Regions from separate parts of the Hordeum vulgare genome. Here region 1 is linked to region 2. Evidence: chromatin contacts called from public Hi-C data. All regions are on one chromosome and are shown on one strand. The core of a region is the stretch at or near the end of the contact, and the rest is flanking DNA. Distances in the headings are between cores, read along the strand shown. Region 1 holds the start of LOC123406394 (probable beta-1,4-xylosyltransferase GT43A). Region 2 holds the start of LOC123406195.

Evidence for each region. Hi-C and Micro-C count contacts between places; a contact is called where the count stands out from the background.
Region 1: a contact with region 2 is called in a Hi-C map of leaf, with 5 times the contacts expected there. The contact joins the promoter of LOC123406394 here to the promoter of LOC123406195 in region 2. A contact is called at or near these places in 4 of 6 Hi-C or Micro-C datasets (leaf and seedling) and 1 of 1 datasets of contacts at active chromatin or transcription factors (embryo).

What each region holds. Positions count from the first base shown.
Region 1 is chr1H:34,994,712-35,002,493 of MorexV3_pseudomolecules_assembly, forward strand. LOC123406394 (probable beta-1,4-xylosyltransferase GT43A) reads left to right here and starts at 4,630. Exons shown (of 3, transcript XM_045099911.1): 1 at 4,630-5,735. The coding sequence starts at 5,047.
Region 2 is chr1H:34,710,791-34,718,171 of MorexV3_pseudomolecules_assembly, forward strand. It overlaps LOC123406195, which reads left to right and starts at 5,565. Exons shown (of 3, transcript XM_045099707.1): 1 at 5,565-5,916; 2 at 6,958-7,086; 3 at 7,196-7,381. The coding sequence starts at 5,578. The coding sequence ends at 7,300. It overlaps LOC123406028, which reads right to left and starts at 5,422. Exons shown (of 7, transcript XM_045099613.1): 1 at 5,334-5,422; 2 at 3,740-3,900; 3 at 3,551-3,620; 4 at 3,360-3,465; 5 at 3,151-3,249; 6 at 2,906-3,028; 7 at 1,384-2,826. The coding sequence starts at 3,875. The coding sequence ends at 1,678.

The DNA.
Region 1 (7,782 bases), core at 3,380-5,879, 280 kb after region 2:
GGAGCTTGTTCGGCTTTGCCGTGTCCATGTCCGGCGGTTGACTGCATCTCTTACAGTGTCCTCCGGTCGTCGGCGAGCTAGAGTAAGACATTTGACACTAGCCGGCTCATGAGAGTCGAGCTCCCGCTGTCTCCCATGCCCTACTCTTCATCGACGGAGCCGGTAACCTGGACGGTGCCAGTCGACATGAGGTCGATGACGGATCCTTCCTGGGAGGAGCCGACGTCCACCATGACGCGGTTGCGTCGCCCACATTGGTGCACCCTATGGGGCGACGGAGAGTGTGACTCCGTCTCTCGAACATCCACCGCCGCATCCTGTGCCCGCTGCCTCGCCCGACGGGCAGGCCGCGCCATGACATCCTTCGTGGACGGCCATGCTTCGTGCTCGACTCGCCAACGAAGGGGTTGCGCTTCCGCCACGATGTTCGAACGCCACACAGACTGCATTGCCTCTGGTGAGGCAGCGACGCCGTATCCAAGCACCGGTTGTGCGGACGCAATGGATTCTCGGCGTAGTGAGTCCGAGCGTTGCCGTCGTGCGGCGGCCTCCCGGGAGCGGGGGAGCGCAAGGTGGACGACCATCTCCTCCTCGGGGCTGCGTTAGATGAGCTCGTGGTCGATGGATTTGGAGGTGAAGGGCTCAGATTCGCTGCTCGTCATGTCGAAGGTGAGCCTGGGTGGCGGATGTAAGTGGAGTAAAGTGACTAGGGTTTGGTCCGACGAACGGATGAGGACAAATATATATGGGATAGATGCGGACTAGCGCGGGCACTGCGGGCCAGGCGGGCGCGTCCGGGTTTCCCATGTCCGCAATATATTTAGGCTCAATATGAGGGGTGCCGGTCAGTCCGAATGTTTCAGACCTATTTGAGGAATCCGTCTGAATTGTTTTCTTGTGATCGTTCAGTGACCGGATGACATGTTTGGATTTTGAGGAGGATTTGAGGAGTCTTTGCTCTCAATCTGAGGAGCCCGGTTTTCATCCGCCTACTAGCCCGGATGACACGCAGTTTTTCCATCACCAAGTGACGCGTCCCCTCCCTCCGTCGCCATGGATTGGATTCCCCCGAAACCATGCAAGTTCTTCTTGTGAGCAACACAAACCATGTAAAAACTCTTGATCCACTAGCTCGGTCACGCTAAAGGAAACGCCAAGGCTGCCACCAGGACCGGACAGTACAACCAGTCCTCCGGATGCCCCACCGGTTTTCCTTTTCAGATGCCTGGACGTCTGGACCCTCCGGACCGGTCTCTGTTTTGTTACATACTCCACTTTTCGCACCAAACTTTCCGGCAGTTTCTTTAATCGCTTTATCGCGCACCTGCAGCACACCTCACACACAACAACACACCAAACACCGTCACAGTACCAGCAGCAGTCTAGTACTCCCTGATTTTTAAATACAAATATTAAAAAAAACATTACAAACTGTATATACAACAAAATCAGTGAATCTATATTTTAGAATATGTTTATATACATTCATAGCATGTAGATTATGGTAAAAAAATTAAAAATAATTATATCTAGAAACGGAGGAAATACGTGATCTAAACATTTTTGTATTTCTTTACGGAGGGAGGATCAGGCAAGAAATCTAGACGGCCTCTACAGTGCACATACATCCCTCCAAAAAAATATTAGCAACTGAAATCCTCCAAAGAAATTAGCACTGTTCATCCAAAAATGAGAGGAAACTGTAGATTTGGTGTCACCTCCAATGCTGCTTTTATTTTCCCGGTTAGGTTCCATGTTCCAATCCCCTACCAACAAAGTGGTGTCCCCTCCCTCTCCTCCTCCCCTCTACAGCTCAAAAAATGTCTTGCTTTGGCTTAAAGTTAAGGCAGGAGCCGGATTAGCAGAAGATTAGGTCTAGAGAGTGTATATTAACTAAAAGGAAGGAAGGAAGGAGGAGGAGGAGGGGCAAAGCAAAAGCTGCAGGCCACCTAATATTCTTCTGGGCTACTACTAGTATATTGATTGGGTGCCCACTGCCTGCCACATCCCCAATGCCAGTCCAAATTACTGGCCAATAAGCTTTGCAAATTCACCTGCTGCAAGAATATTTATACCACTATATACTCTAGTATTGGCAGGGGAAGCAGCAGCAGTATTTTCCGTAAAAAAAATTGAGGTAGCAGCAGTGCTGCTAGAATTGATTTGGATATCCTCATAGGTTGCTGTTAACTATTTGGAGCTTGTGTAGTTAATGTGAGGTGTCTCAGAGGTAGTACTACTAGTACTGTACTTCGGTTGCTTGCTCTGTTTTTTCGGGTGTTTGCTTGTGAAATCCAGCAATTGGAAACTGCTAGGTAAAGGCACCCTAGCCCTCACCGCAAAGAAAAGGACACCCTAGCCCAATCCAGCAAGATACTACTTTTCTCAACATAGTAAACTTATTGCGGCGGAAACAAAATAATTGAGCTGAATATTGAATTAAATATGTATTGATGTTTATATTAATTATCATTGATTTAGTATTACAACCGTATCTAGATAAAATCAAAGATAAATAATTTGAAACGGAGAGAGTACAACTTTAGTACTCTCTATGATCCAACGAAGATATCTAACAAGTAATGTGACACGTAAATGGATCGAAGGAAGCATCTCGCGCAAGAAAAACACTTTACAATGTGAGAATAATATCTTTTTGCGTGTCAGAGAGCGCTGGTTCCAGCAATTGCTGGGAAAAAAATCACGCACGCGCCGCTCTAGCAGAAATGTTAACATTTAAAGGGCTATGCATATTTTACGAAAAAACGAGATGATGGACATGGATAATATAGATAATTCATAGATAGAAACTACTCCTCGTCGATAGTTCATCATAGTGCATAAAATAAAAATGATAAAAAATGCTAAACTACTCCTCGTCGTCTTCCTTCGACGCGCTGGTGTCCGACTCCTCCGTCGTAATGAAGGCGTCAGCCCACCGTTCATCATCGAAGGACCAAGTCGACGCTCCCTTGAGCTTCATGTTAAAGAGTGCGGTTTGCTTCCGCGTATGCATGTCCTCACGATAGGCGGCTCGCTCCGTCCTCCTTTGCATGAAGAATTCGCGCTCGTCGAGGATGTCCTGCGAAAATTGTTGGCGCCACTCCTTCATGGCATGTTCGTCCATCTCAGCGATGCCGAGCGGCGCTCCGCTTCCGGTTCTGGCGATGGTCCTCTTCGGTGACAACCCGCGGAGGAGGTGCGAGCCGCTGCGCCCACTCCCGCGTAGTCACCTCGAGAAAAATCATGTCCCTAAGAGGTCGGTTGAGACGCCACACCGCCGCGTCGTACGCGCGGGCGGCCTGGTCGGCGATGTTGAACGCGCCGAGGACGAGGCGCATGTCGTCGGAGTGGATCTCGACGTAGAAGGTACCGGAGGGGCACGCGCAGATGTCGTGGTAGCCCTAAGTTCCGCGACGGCAATGGCGGCGCGGCGGCGGCAAGGCAAGAAAGAGAGCGGTAAAAGGCGCGTGGCGAGGTGAGGGGCACGTGAGAGCGGTAAAAGGCGCGTGGCGAGGTGAGGGGCACGTGAGAGCGGTGAAAGGCGCGTGGCGAGGTGAGGGGCACGTGAGAGCGGTGAAAGGACGGGTGGAAGAGGCGCTAGATTTATAATGTGCGTCAACCGCCGCGCGTCAAATTAACACGCACCGGGCCGCCTTTTTCGCGTGTCGGGATTTTTCACGTTCGTTGGAGCACGCGCAATCGCTCCGTGCGTTTTTTTTATAATCACTGTTGAAAATGCTCCCAACCTAGTAAACTTATTTTTGGGGAAACAGAATAATTGAACTGAATATTAAATTAAATATGTATCCATGTTTATGTTAATTATGGTTGATTTAGTATTACAATAGACAAAAATCTGAAATAAACAATTCAGAACGTCGTTGATTTATAGTATTACGATAGACAAAATCTGAAATAAATAATACAGAACCAAGGAAGTACAATTTTAGTACTACTCTCTCGGATCCACCGGAGATATCTAACACATAATGCGACACGTAAATGGATCGAAGGGAGTAATAAATCAACGCCACCCTAATATAGGCCTAGAGGCGTAGGAGTGTCTATATTTTGCATAACCAATTAATGTTTCAAGAAATGCTTAATTTTGAATGATATTTCTTTCGTATCTAAATAATTATACTCCCTCCATGTGTGGAAGTAGTCCACTAATAAAATCTTTATAAAGACTTATATTTAGAAACGGAGAGAGTAGTTTAGTTTCTTTCAACTAAAATTATTTAGATACAAAGAAAGTAGTAAATGTCTTCACTTACGCAAATCAATCGGTCACCAACATTGACCTTAGAATTACTGTGTTCCAAACAGAGGAAGTGAAAATTCCTGCCCAAACCGGCCGCCAGGTGCCCCCGAATTTCACCTCGCCTTCCGCGCCGGCGGTCGTTGCCGGATTGGATCCCCCCGATCCCAGAGGCAAGCATGTCTGAACCGAACCAGCACAGCACAGCACAGCACAGCACAGCACGACCTCGACAGTGAAAGAGATGAATCAATGGCGACCGAGGTGAAAACCAACCCAGGAGCAGCGGCATAGCCATAGGAGCTGTTGAGGGACAGGCAAGTGTCACCGCACTCCTCCCGCCCTCTTTAAACGCCACCCTCACCAACCCACCCCCCACGCCATCGCCATTTTCACCCCCCACCACCGAGCAAGGTTTCACCATTCCCTCTTCCTCCCATCCCCCCATACCTCCTACCCCTGCTCCTACCACCTTCCACCCTGATCTTCTTCTTCCCCACCCCCTTCCCCAGGCACATTCCCCCACCCCCAAATCTTGGTGCTGATCCAACCCTGCCGCCCCCCATTAATTCCCCCCCTGTTGCTCCGTCCGCATTGATTCAAGGCCAGGGCAGGGGAGAGGGCTTCTCTCGTCGCCCCCGCAGAGTCCAGTCCTCTGGTCTTTGGGCCTCGGTGGTTCTTGATCTGGGAGGGGAGGCTCGGTGATCTGGGGCGGGTCGTGATTTGATCTGAAAGGCTGTGGCTTTTCGGGGGGAGGGGTCGGAGGATTTGTGTCGGGCGTCATGGGGACGGGGGCGGTGGCGCCGGAGCGGCCGAAGCAGCGGCGGGGGGGCCACCTGTGGAAGCGCGCGGTGCTCCACTTCTCGCTCTGCTTCGTCATGGGCTTCTTCACCGGCTTCGCGCCCTCCTCCTCCTCGTCCTGGAGGCCCGGCGGCGGGGGCGGCACGCCGCCGCCGGTCCTCGCGGCGGAGCAGCTCGCCGCGTCCCGCGTCGCGGGAAACAGGGACCAGCGCATCAGCCTGGCGCCGCCCTCGCCGGAGGGCGCGGCGGCGGCCGGCGGGGGCGGCGCGGTGGTCGACCTGGACGACGACGAGGAGAGCGGGCCGCGGAGGATGCTGATTGTGGTCACCACGACCAGGTCGGGGGCAGGGGAGCGGCGGCGCAGGCGGCCGGAGCTGCTGCGGCTCGCCCACACGCTGCGGCTGGTCCGCCCGCCGGTCGTCTGGGTGGTGGTGGAGCCGGCGGCCGACGCGCCCGCCACCGCCGAGGTGCTGCGGGGCACCGGGGTCATGTACCGGCACCTGGCCTTCCGCCCCGAGGAGAACTTCACCACAGCCGCCGCCGAGGCCCACGCGCAGCGCAACGCCGCGCTCGCCCACGTCGAGAAGCACCGCCTCTCCGGCGTCGTCCACTTCGCCGACGCCGCCGGCGTCTACGACACCCACTTCTTCGATGAGATCCGCCAGATCGAGTGAGTACCGCCGCCACCACCCCATCATCCATTCCCCCTTCTCCCTTCGTTCTCAGCAAATTACAATGCCGATTTCGATGCAAAATTCGAGTAGATTGCAAATTACAATGCCGATTTCGATGCAAAAATGCCGGAACTTCCCTCCTTTTCCCCGTTCTTTCAGGTGCTGAATCCACTACAATTTCACTTTTTCTTCAGTTTCCAACAGTAGTACTACTCGTTAATTAATTTCAGATTGTTTTAGGTGGGCACCGACTAGGGTTCCTCATCCCTAACCTCCACTTCTCAATTTAGTACAGCAGTACTCCTAATTTTCTAGCTATATAAGAAAAGGTTTTGGCAGCCTTGTAGTCTTGTGCAGAGTATAATTGAAGGCAGCACAAGCTGTCATTAGTGGGGGAGGAATAAGGGTTTAGAATAAGATGATTGACTCCTCACATCAGCACCATGAAGACTGCAAATGCAGCTGAGAGGCCATGCCCTGATGCAAATGACTCAATTATTGGATCTGGCTTTACCTCTTCTTTATTCCCATTCCTCCAGTAAATTATGCTTCTGCTGTATAGCAAATTTTAAAATTTACTAACAATCTTTTGATTTTGATCTTGTTACCCACAATGACCAAATTGTGTTGCAAACCTGCAACCACTCCAATTAGTATAGTTTAATTAAGACTTTTAAACGTGACCCGTGAGTCATGGGCAAAGCAAAGCTGTACTATATAAAAAATACAGCAGTACCACCGATTAGTACTTTAACAGTAGGGCTAACTACTAGCTGTTGGCTCGCTGACACACGGGGCCGACCCGGCGCTAATCTAACAAGACACACATTGAATGGGCCTAAAGCATGCATTGAATGTTGCGATGTCGATGCTCCTAACATTTGCAGGAAGGAATTTGCTAGAAATGATGAGATGTGGTAGAGGATAGTAGTAACCGTTAGGCCATGGCCATTGAACTCCATTAAAAGAAATGCCCACACCCGTTGCTTTCTCTGACCCCCCATGTGTGGCCATTTGAAATGCACAACCAAATTTGCCTACCGTTTTGGAGCAAATTTTCCACAACGGTGTGACCGCCAGCTGTTCGCGGAGACTGCACATGAGGAATTAGCGCCTGAATTCTTGCAAATAAGCAAGGGGAATTTTCTTTTAACCGACACTAGATGCCGATGATTGGTGCCTAACATGACCATGCATGTCCATCGTAGCTGTACTCCAATATTGTGGTTCTGGCATCTATCAGCAGCCACGGAATGTGACTGGTGTGTCAACGTTTGCTTGCTCCGATCCTGTTAAATTCCAGGTCAAACATACCGTCTTTGTTCTATCAAAAAGGCCTAACATTTTGACCTCAAATTTAGCTTTTGCTTCTATCGCCGAACGATGTTTGTGGAGAGAGACTGTATGATGCCATTGGATGCAAATTAAATCTCAACAAGAAAATTTTAAGTCCACAACATTTGACGGGCCTTTCGCTTTTACCTTTTGAACAGTATCATTCTGACTTGCATGAGTACTTACTTCCATAATAAGAAGAAATAAATCCTTGTTAGTACTATGGCACTAGTACTCATGTCATGTGGGAGCATGGTGTTTTTCCTTTTTAAAAGGTGTAAATATTCATATTCCCATGAGGATGAAGAACAATCCTTTTGGTTGAGGGGAACATGATGAGACCAAAGCACTCCTCTCTTTCCCAAGCAAGCTTTTGCTGCATCTCGCCAGCCCACATTGTTTTTACTATTCGTGTAGAGTTCCTCGTGATGCGTGCACATGTGGCCCCTGGTGCTTTTCTGGGCGCACCAGCTCACAACACAACAGACCTAGCTGTTTTTAGCATCAGCCCCAATATGACCGGGTGTGCGTGTCCCAGAATTTACCTGTTCAGTCACCACAAATGAAGTATAGTAGCTTGGCATGGGTTTTGACCAGGGTTAAAAGTCTCCACCGTGCTTAACTTGGGATTAGAGTTGAGAGTACTTCTAATCCTGGGTGACTAAAATAGTAAAACTTGTGTACTGTTTGCCTAATTGCCCGTACAAG
Region 2 (7,381 bases), core at 4,315-6,814:
GCTTGCATCTCAAGTGGTTGCAGGTGAAGAACTCCTGCCGTGTATGCGACGCAACTGTTCATGTCTTACAATGGTGACCGATGGGTGAGCAGCAGCTAAGACTCTGCCAGGACGTTTCACACCTCCTCTCACGTTGGAAATCTTGGAGATGGATCATACGTGATGGTGAAGTTGCTTAGGTTAGGAAGCACGTAGAAATGCTTCAAGTCAGATGAAGATTTGTTTTCAAAAGAAGAGTACAAATTTGTGCTCTCTCCAAATCGTACTGCCTAACCATTGATTTTTTTCGAAAAGGCCTAACCATTGATTGCCGACAGATTTTGCCCGAGATGCTCATGGCCTCAGTTATTAGGAGGCTGCCAACTTTACTTTGGGTGACCGAAAATCCTCTGGTTGATTGCCACCATGTGTCCATATATGTATGTATGGATGGAACAAAGCGGAGAGAAAAATAAGTATATATATGACCCCATGATGCCAAACAATTCAATGTGAAAAGCTGCAGCTTATCGTCGCTAGGTGGTCTGCCAACGTGGGTGTATTTTCTGTTGCTTCATGTGTTTCATGTGTTCTTTGTACTGTCATGATTTCTTATGAATAGATCAAAAGGTTTTCCACACACAAAAAAAAAGAGAAGGATTTTGGACCAGAGCTTTTTGCACAAATGGAAACTTCTTTGTTGTCACTGTCGAAGAAAATGGTTTTACCAGAGCATGCCAGAATATGGAGCAGGGGTAGAACAAATACTCGCTCCGTCCCGAAATAAAGTGTTCTCAACTTTAGTACAAGAGGGTAGCAGTTACTGTGTTGGTGTTTGGCCTGTGTAACTCACCTAGAACCCAGAGGTCTTTACAATGTATGGATCAGCACATGAATAGTAGTAGGAACTAACCTGTCAATAACACTACAAGCATACCATAATTGCCCGAAATATACATCAGCACATGTTCTTTAAGTATCACCAGGCAGACTAACCCAATGCTTTCCAGGGGCGCCTCATTTTATATGACGTCCCATAAAGACTAAAATTTCGCAACCTTGCAGCTTGTAATTTTAGGAAACAATCAGTACAAAATTGTCAAGAAAATGAATTGTAAAACGAATAAATAATACAAACAACTGAAACAAGTACAGAATGCACCACTTACCAACAAATATATGGGCTTAGAAGGGAACAATAAGCCCTTTTTGCTGTGAAGAAACTATGGAATTGTAAATACGAGCTTGCTCACAGAGTATATGATAAGATGTGAAAAAATAGATGGCAAGAATGCATAAGTACTAATTTAATAATTTATCGATTTTACTCAACAAGCAACTATGCAAGCTATCCTTTTTCCAAATTGTTTAGAATAATTGTAAACAAATTCTTAACCAAACTGATTTTAAGAAAGAAAGTAAGCATTATATGACATAAAAAGAAAGCACGTTACTTTCTTGTTTGTTTCTTTTTACACTGTGACCAGGCATAAAAGTACAGAAACAGAGTTGCTTACAATGGGACTAGCTCATAACACAGCTCATAAAACAACCACAACAGTCACCACGTCATACGGCAATATAAACATCAAAACATGCAAGAGCTACCCAAAAAACACCCTGATTACTAACGGGACAACTTCATCTGCAAAGCCTCTACATGACAGCATCCAATGAAGTCACGGTTATCGGATGAAATTAACTTCGAAGCTTTCCAGCCAACCGCCTCTTCATCAACGATAACCTTGATCTTGAAGGTCTTTTTTCACGTTCATCTGCGCTATCTTCGCTATCTGAAACAATCTCCATCAGCTTTACAATTTGTTTGGTCGAACAATTGTTTTGACTGACGCTTTTGTGTGATTCAACAAGGCCTGGTTCAATGATATGACATTCGTCTGTGCTATCTTCACTGTCTGAAACAACAACATTCTTCATGGATGTTGCATTCCGTTTGACGGAACAATTGCTTTGGCCGACACTTTTCTGTGAATCAACAAAGCCTAGGTCCCTCGTTCGGCTTATGGGGACTGGACCTGACAATGGCAGTTCACTAGACTTCCTATCATCCTGTGAACAATCAGGTGGCTTATATCCCTTGTCACTTGCCCTGTCCTTCTCAGACAGCTCAGATTTCAGTGACAACCTCTTACTTAGTAAGCTCAGCTTCTTTCGGCCTTGGTTGCATTCTTTATTCATTACTGACTGGGTTTTAGAAAGTACATGGTCGGTATGAGACTTATCTTGAACCAGATCAGCACATCCAATAAAAATTTGCTTTGAAACATCTTCTTCACCAATGCTTTTTGTCATACTCTTCACTAAGACATCATCAGAAGGTTGCTTGACATGATCTTTAGTATCAGATGCTGATACTGGAAGATGATTGGGGAACTTGCCTTCCACACTGCCACTATTTGGAGCCTCTAATGTAACAGAAGGTCTCTGTCGATGTAACTGGAAGTTTGCTCTGTTTACTTCGTATCGTTTCTTTGAAATTACTCCACTGACGGCACTGGCAGAAATGCTTTCAGAAGTAGGATTCTGTCTGACAGAAATATGAGACATTACTCCACTGTCGGCACTGGCAGAAATGCTTTCAGAAGTAGGATTCTGTCTGACAGAAACATGAGACAAGCATGTAGTAGGAACAGTGGATACTGCCGTCGACCGCAAGTGGCCTGCCACCGCATCCTGCTTAAGAGTAATGGCATTCTCTTCAGATCCTTCTGATTTTAGTGATAACTTTTTACCCAGTAACCGCATCTTCTTTCGACTCCCTTCACAATCTTTATTAGGAACTACCGGCAAAGGTTCCAGCTTCTGTGTGTTATCCATTTGCATGTTCTGTGCCTATCAGAATACAAAGTAAGCTCACGACAAGAACACAACAAAGTGGAGATTAAAATTTCAGGCGCTTGTGTACCTGAACTGAAGCATCTAAAGAGCTCCAACCACTTGTGCCAACTACTGTAGGATTAGCATACTTCTCAGTCCATGATTGAGCATTTAAGTCAAAAACTTGTCTGTTGTATTTATACTCTCGACTCTGTAACAAAAATAACAGCATGGTTGAATTATGAAGACGTTTTTTCTTATGATATGGTCATTGATCTGCCTATGATTGTGAAACAAATGCATTCCCATTTCCTTCCAAAAACAGGTACTTACTATTTCAGCCATGAGCCCGTCATCAGGATTTGGCTCAGTTAGCAGCAAACCAATGCTTCTCAAAATAGTAGAAATGTTGAGTGATGGTTGCCAGGCACCCTGCACATCAGTATTTGTTATCCACACAAAAAAATGTTGGGATTGAGGACTACCTTTATGCACAAGATAATCCATGTAACCATAAATTAGCTTCAGTTCACATGATTAACCTTTGGAGGTAAATTTAGAATATCAAGGCAAATGCGTCCTCCATTGTCGATGTTGGGGTGATAGATGGGTGTAACAAAAGTCACATTGGGAGGTTGAAAAGGATATCTGCATCTCAGCAAAAGCGTGACTGTCAGAACATTGAAATGAAAAAGGCAAGGGCTGGTTGGCTTCCATCATAATCAAAGCAAACCTCTCAGGAATCTGGATCTTCAGAACGAAAACTCCTTTTGAATAAACTGTTCCCTCAGGCCCCTCAATTCCTTCATTTAATGAGTAGAGAAGTCACATCAAATCGACGAGAAAATAGTTGGAATGGCAAATATAGGCACTGTTTGGGATGAGTGTGTGTGTGTGTGTGTGGATGGGTGGGGGGACATACTGGTCTCAATGCTTGATAAAGACGGCAAGGCACTTCCCTCGTCGGACAGCTTAAGAGAAACCCCAGGAGGTGGATCACTTAGCAGAAGTTTAATCTCTTTCTGCATTCTTAGATTCAGCCTTGCAGCTTGAGCCATCTAGCTATTTATGGGAAACTCTAGCCTGGCACAAAAGGCAAATTACCTTCAAATATCAGCATATCTTTGGAACATTTAGCCCAAGCAAATTAGGTAAGAGAAAAACCAAAGCACACATTATCAGCATATCTTTTTTTTTTCAAGAGAACCAGGTTAGCAAGGTCTTACTTAAAAAAGATAGCATCATATAAATTTAGAAAGCATTGTGATTATGGTAGTGGTTATCAATTTTGTGTCAGGTAAGATCAAATCATTATCATCAGAATTGATAAAAATAAACCAATTTGCAGGAATTATGTAGAGGATGCAGTGGAGCTATATACAATTCATCATGAGTGGAAATTTACAAACAGCAGTCCAATGTGGACACAGGTTAAACACCGAGTAAACGTCACCAATCAGGCGTTATAACTGGGTTGGTATATTCCAAAAAAGAAATGAGTAAACTGGGTGTTATAACCAGGTATAACTGATGTTAATGTCACCAAAAAATGCCGAGAAGCCACATTTTGCCATATTCCATTATTATTATCACAAACATAGGCCAATACATACAACCGTCAGCCAACAATACAACCGAGCGCTGCTCATGCGCAAAGTGCATGCTCACTTAGAAGCAAAATGTGGCTTCATCTTCTGAAGAATTTTTGGAAGACTTAAGATTAGCTTGATTTGGGCATTTTGGCTACTGAAAAAAACTATGAACGTATTATTCTTGCACTTATTTTGGCAGGTAAGATCAAATCATTACTCCCTCCGTTGCAAAATCTTGTCGTGGTTTTAGTTCAAATTTTAACTAAAACCACGACAAGTATTTTGGAACGGAGGGAGTTTATAGATTGAAAAAATAAACCAATTTGCAGGAACCCTGAAGAGGATGCAGAGGAGCTATATTCCATTCCTCACTAGGGAAATTCAGAAACACCAGCCCAAGGTCGACACAGGTTAAACACCGAGTAAACGTCACCAACATATGACAATTCATACAGCCATCAACCGACAATACAACTAGGCGCTGCTCATGCGCAAACCCTTTGCATGCTAATTTAGAAGCAAAATGTGGCTTCATCTTCTGAAGAATTCTTCGAAGACTTGAGATTACCTTAATAATTTGGCTACTGAAGAAGGCCCGTTTTCTTAAAATCTCGAATTCAGTAAGACCACTGAGTTGGGCGCAAGATAATCAGCCATGTAAACCTAGAGTGCAGCAGCTATGTAGGTAGCAGGCTGCTTCAACAGTCACAGTTCCAATGGATGCAATGCTAATTGGGTGTTGAATGGATCATCCTTGTAGTTTTACCAGATACCCAGGAAGCTCGTTAAATAATTATATGCATCATCATCATCATCATCATCATGTATTAACATGTGGCTACTAGTATGTGGTAGCGAGCGCATGATGCGTCCCATACGGAATGGCATTGGGGGGAAGGGAAAGCAGCGAGGCGAGGTACCCACCTTGAAGCTTGCGCGCGGGCAGGCAGGGCGAGAGCGAGCTCCTCCCCGCCCTGGATGTGCCGGAGGCGGTGCGTGACGGCGGCGGCCAGTTCCCGCTCGATGATGTGGACCCAGGTTGCACGGTAGCCGGCCTTCCGCCGGAACAGAGTAGTTGGCGAAGGGAAGGGGAGGGGCGCGCTCGGCACCGCCGTAGATCTGGAGCAGCGCCGCCGCCGTCGGGAGATAGGCGGTGATTGTGGCTCGAATGAGGAGGACGGCGGGAGCAAATTCACCGAACACGAGGGACCTCTTTGCACAAAGCGCTCATTTGATTTGTCTGCACTACGGATCCCAGCACTACAATCTGTGCCGTTCATCTTCGATCCAGCGGTCGAGCTTCGCCTCTTCTGTTTCCGCGTTCTCAATCCAATCCAGTCGCCACCGGCCGGCCGATGGCGACGACGGCTGCGGCTGCGGCTGCGTACGGCTGCTCGGCGGCGGCGGCGCCGTGGTTCCCGGGGAGCCCCTTCGGCCGTCGCTCCCCCCCGTCCCGCATCCGCCTCGCCTCCTCCAATCCCAAGCCTCCAAGGTCGCCCGCTCGCTGGTAATAGCTTCTTCTTCTTATTGCCCCTGTCGGATCCATCTCCCCACGCGAGGCCTGAGCTAACAAGGGGATGGCTGTGTGCTCTCCTTGGAGTAGCCTGAGGGCTTCATTTCCTCGTAGGAGGTTGTATGTCTGCGCGTGCTCCGGCGAGGTTGGTCCGGACAACGCCTCCGCAGCGTCACCGGCGGTGAGAACCCCCACTTCCCCGCGGCTATGGATGAAATTTTTGTGGATTGGCTGCAAGCAGTATCAATTACAGATGGCTGCTTCAGATATGTGCTAGTCTAGTAGGAGTAGTTAACTAATTACTAGGACTCTGAATCTGAAATGAAAATTGGCAATGCATTGCTTGATAACACAGAGATATACTGTAGAGCATCATCCATGTGTCAACCTGGTGGTGTCAACTCACTCAGGGGGTCACAAGAGGCAGCAGTATACAAATACAATGCGTTGCAAACCATGACTCTGAATGATGATGTACAATGTTCAGTATGGCCGTCGTTATCAACCTTAAGCTTGTTAGATTATTGTTAGAATGGGGCGTGGTTTGCCTTTTATGCGCCGGTTCCGATCACTTGTTGAATACGATTATGCAACCCTATTCCGGTTCAAATAGAAACGCCAAACATATGATAGATGAGGTACCTTTTGCGTTCTTTTAGTCTTGTACTTTTAGGCCTTTTAATTACCACATAATACTCATGCAGCAATGTGCCCACCAGAATTTGGCTCAGACCATAGCTTTTGAATTGGATTGGCTGAAAGCTTAATGGTGTAGATATTCATCCTTATATACCGTAGTAAATTGTCTTGTATGAAAACACACTTGTTGCCACACTGGTGGGAATAACTGAACAGACATAACTCTTGTTCTCAATGATGGTGAGTCATTTTGAATTGGTGATACTACTTTTGATCAAATATTATTTCAGTATTTTTTTCACACCATTTACACTGAAATTGAAGTATCAAACCGCGCATTAACCGGTTGGCTAGAATGGCTTTCAAACAGCATACCTTTCTTATGTGATATTGCAGGAAGCCAGTTTTGATATAAAGCTTCCTAGAAGAAGCTTGCTTGTTCAGTTTACCTGTAATAAATGTGATGCAAGGACAGAGCGCTTGATAAACAGGGTGGCCTATGAAAGAGGAACAGTTTTCCTTCAGGTAAATTGTTCAGCGTGTTTATTTGCTTAAATTGTACAGCCAGCAGTAATGGTCATTTATTTCCTGAGATATGCTGTTCATTACTTTCTAACATGCACTGCACACACAGTGCGCTGGGTGCCAGGTGTATCACAAGTTTGTTGACAATCTTGGTCTAATTGTCGAGTATGACCTACGAGAAGAAAATGGGGTGAAGACTTGTACTGAAGACTGATTTGGAATGTGTCATAGAAGCCAGGCATGCTAAGTTTTTTTTCCCTCAAAATATATTAGGTTTGAGTCTTGACAATATTGA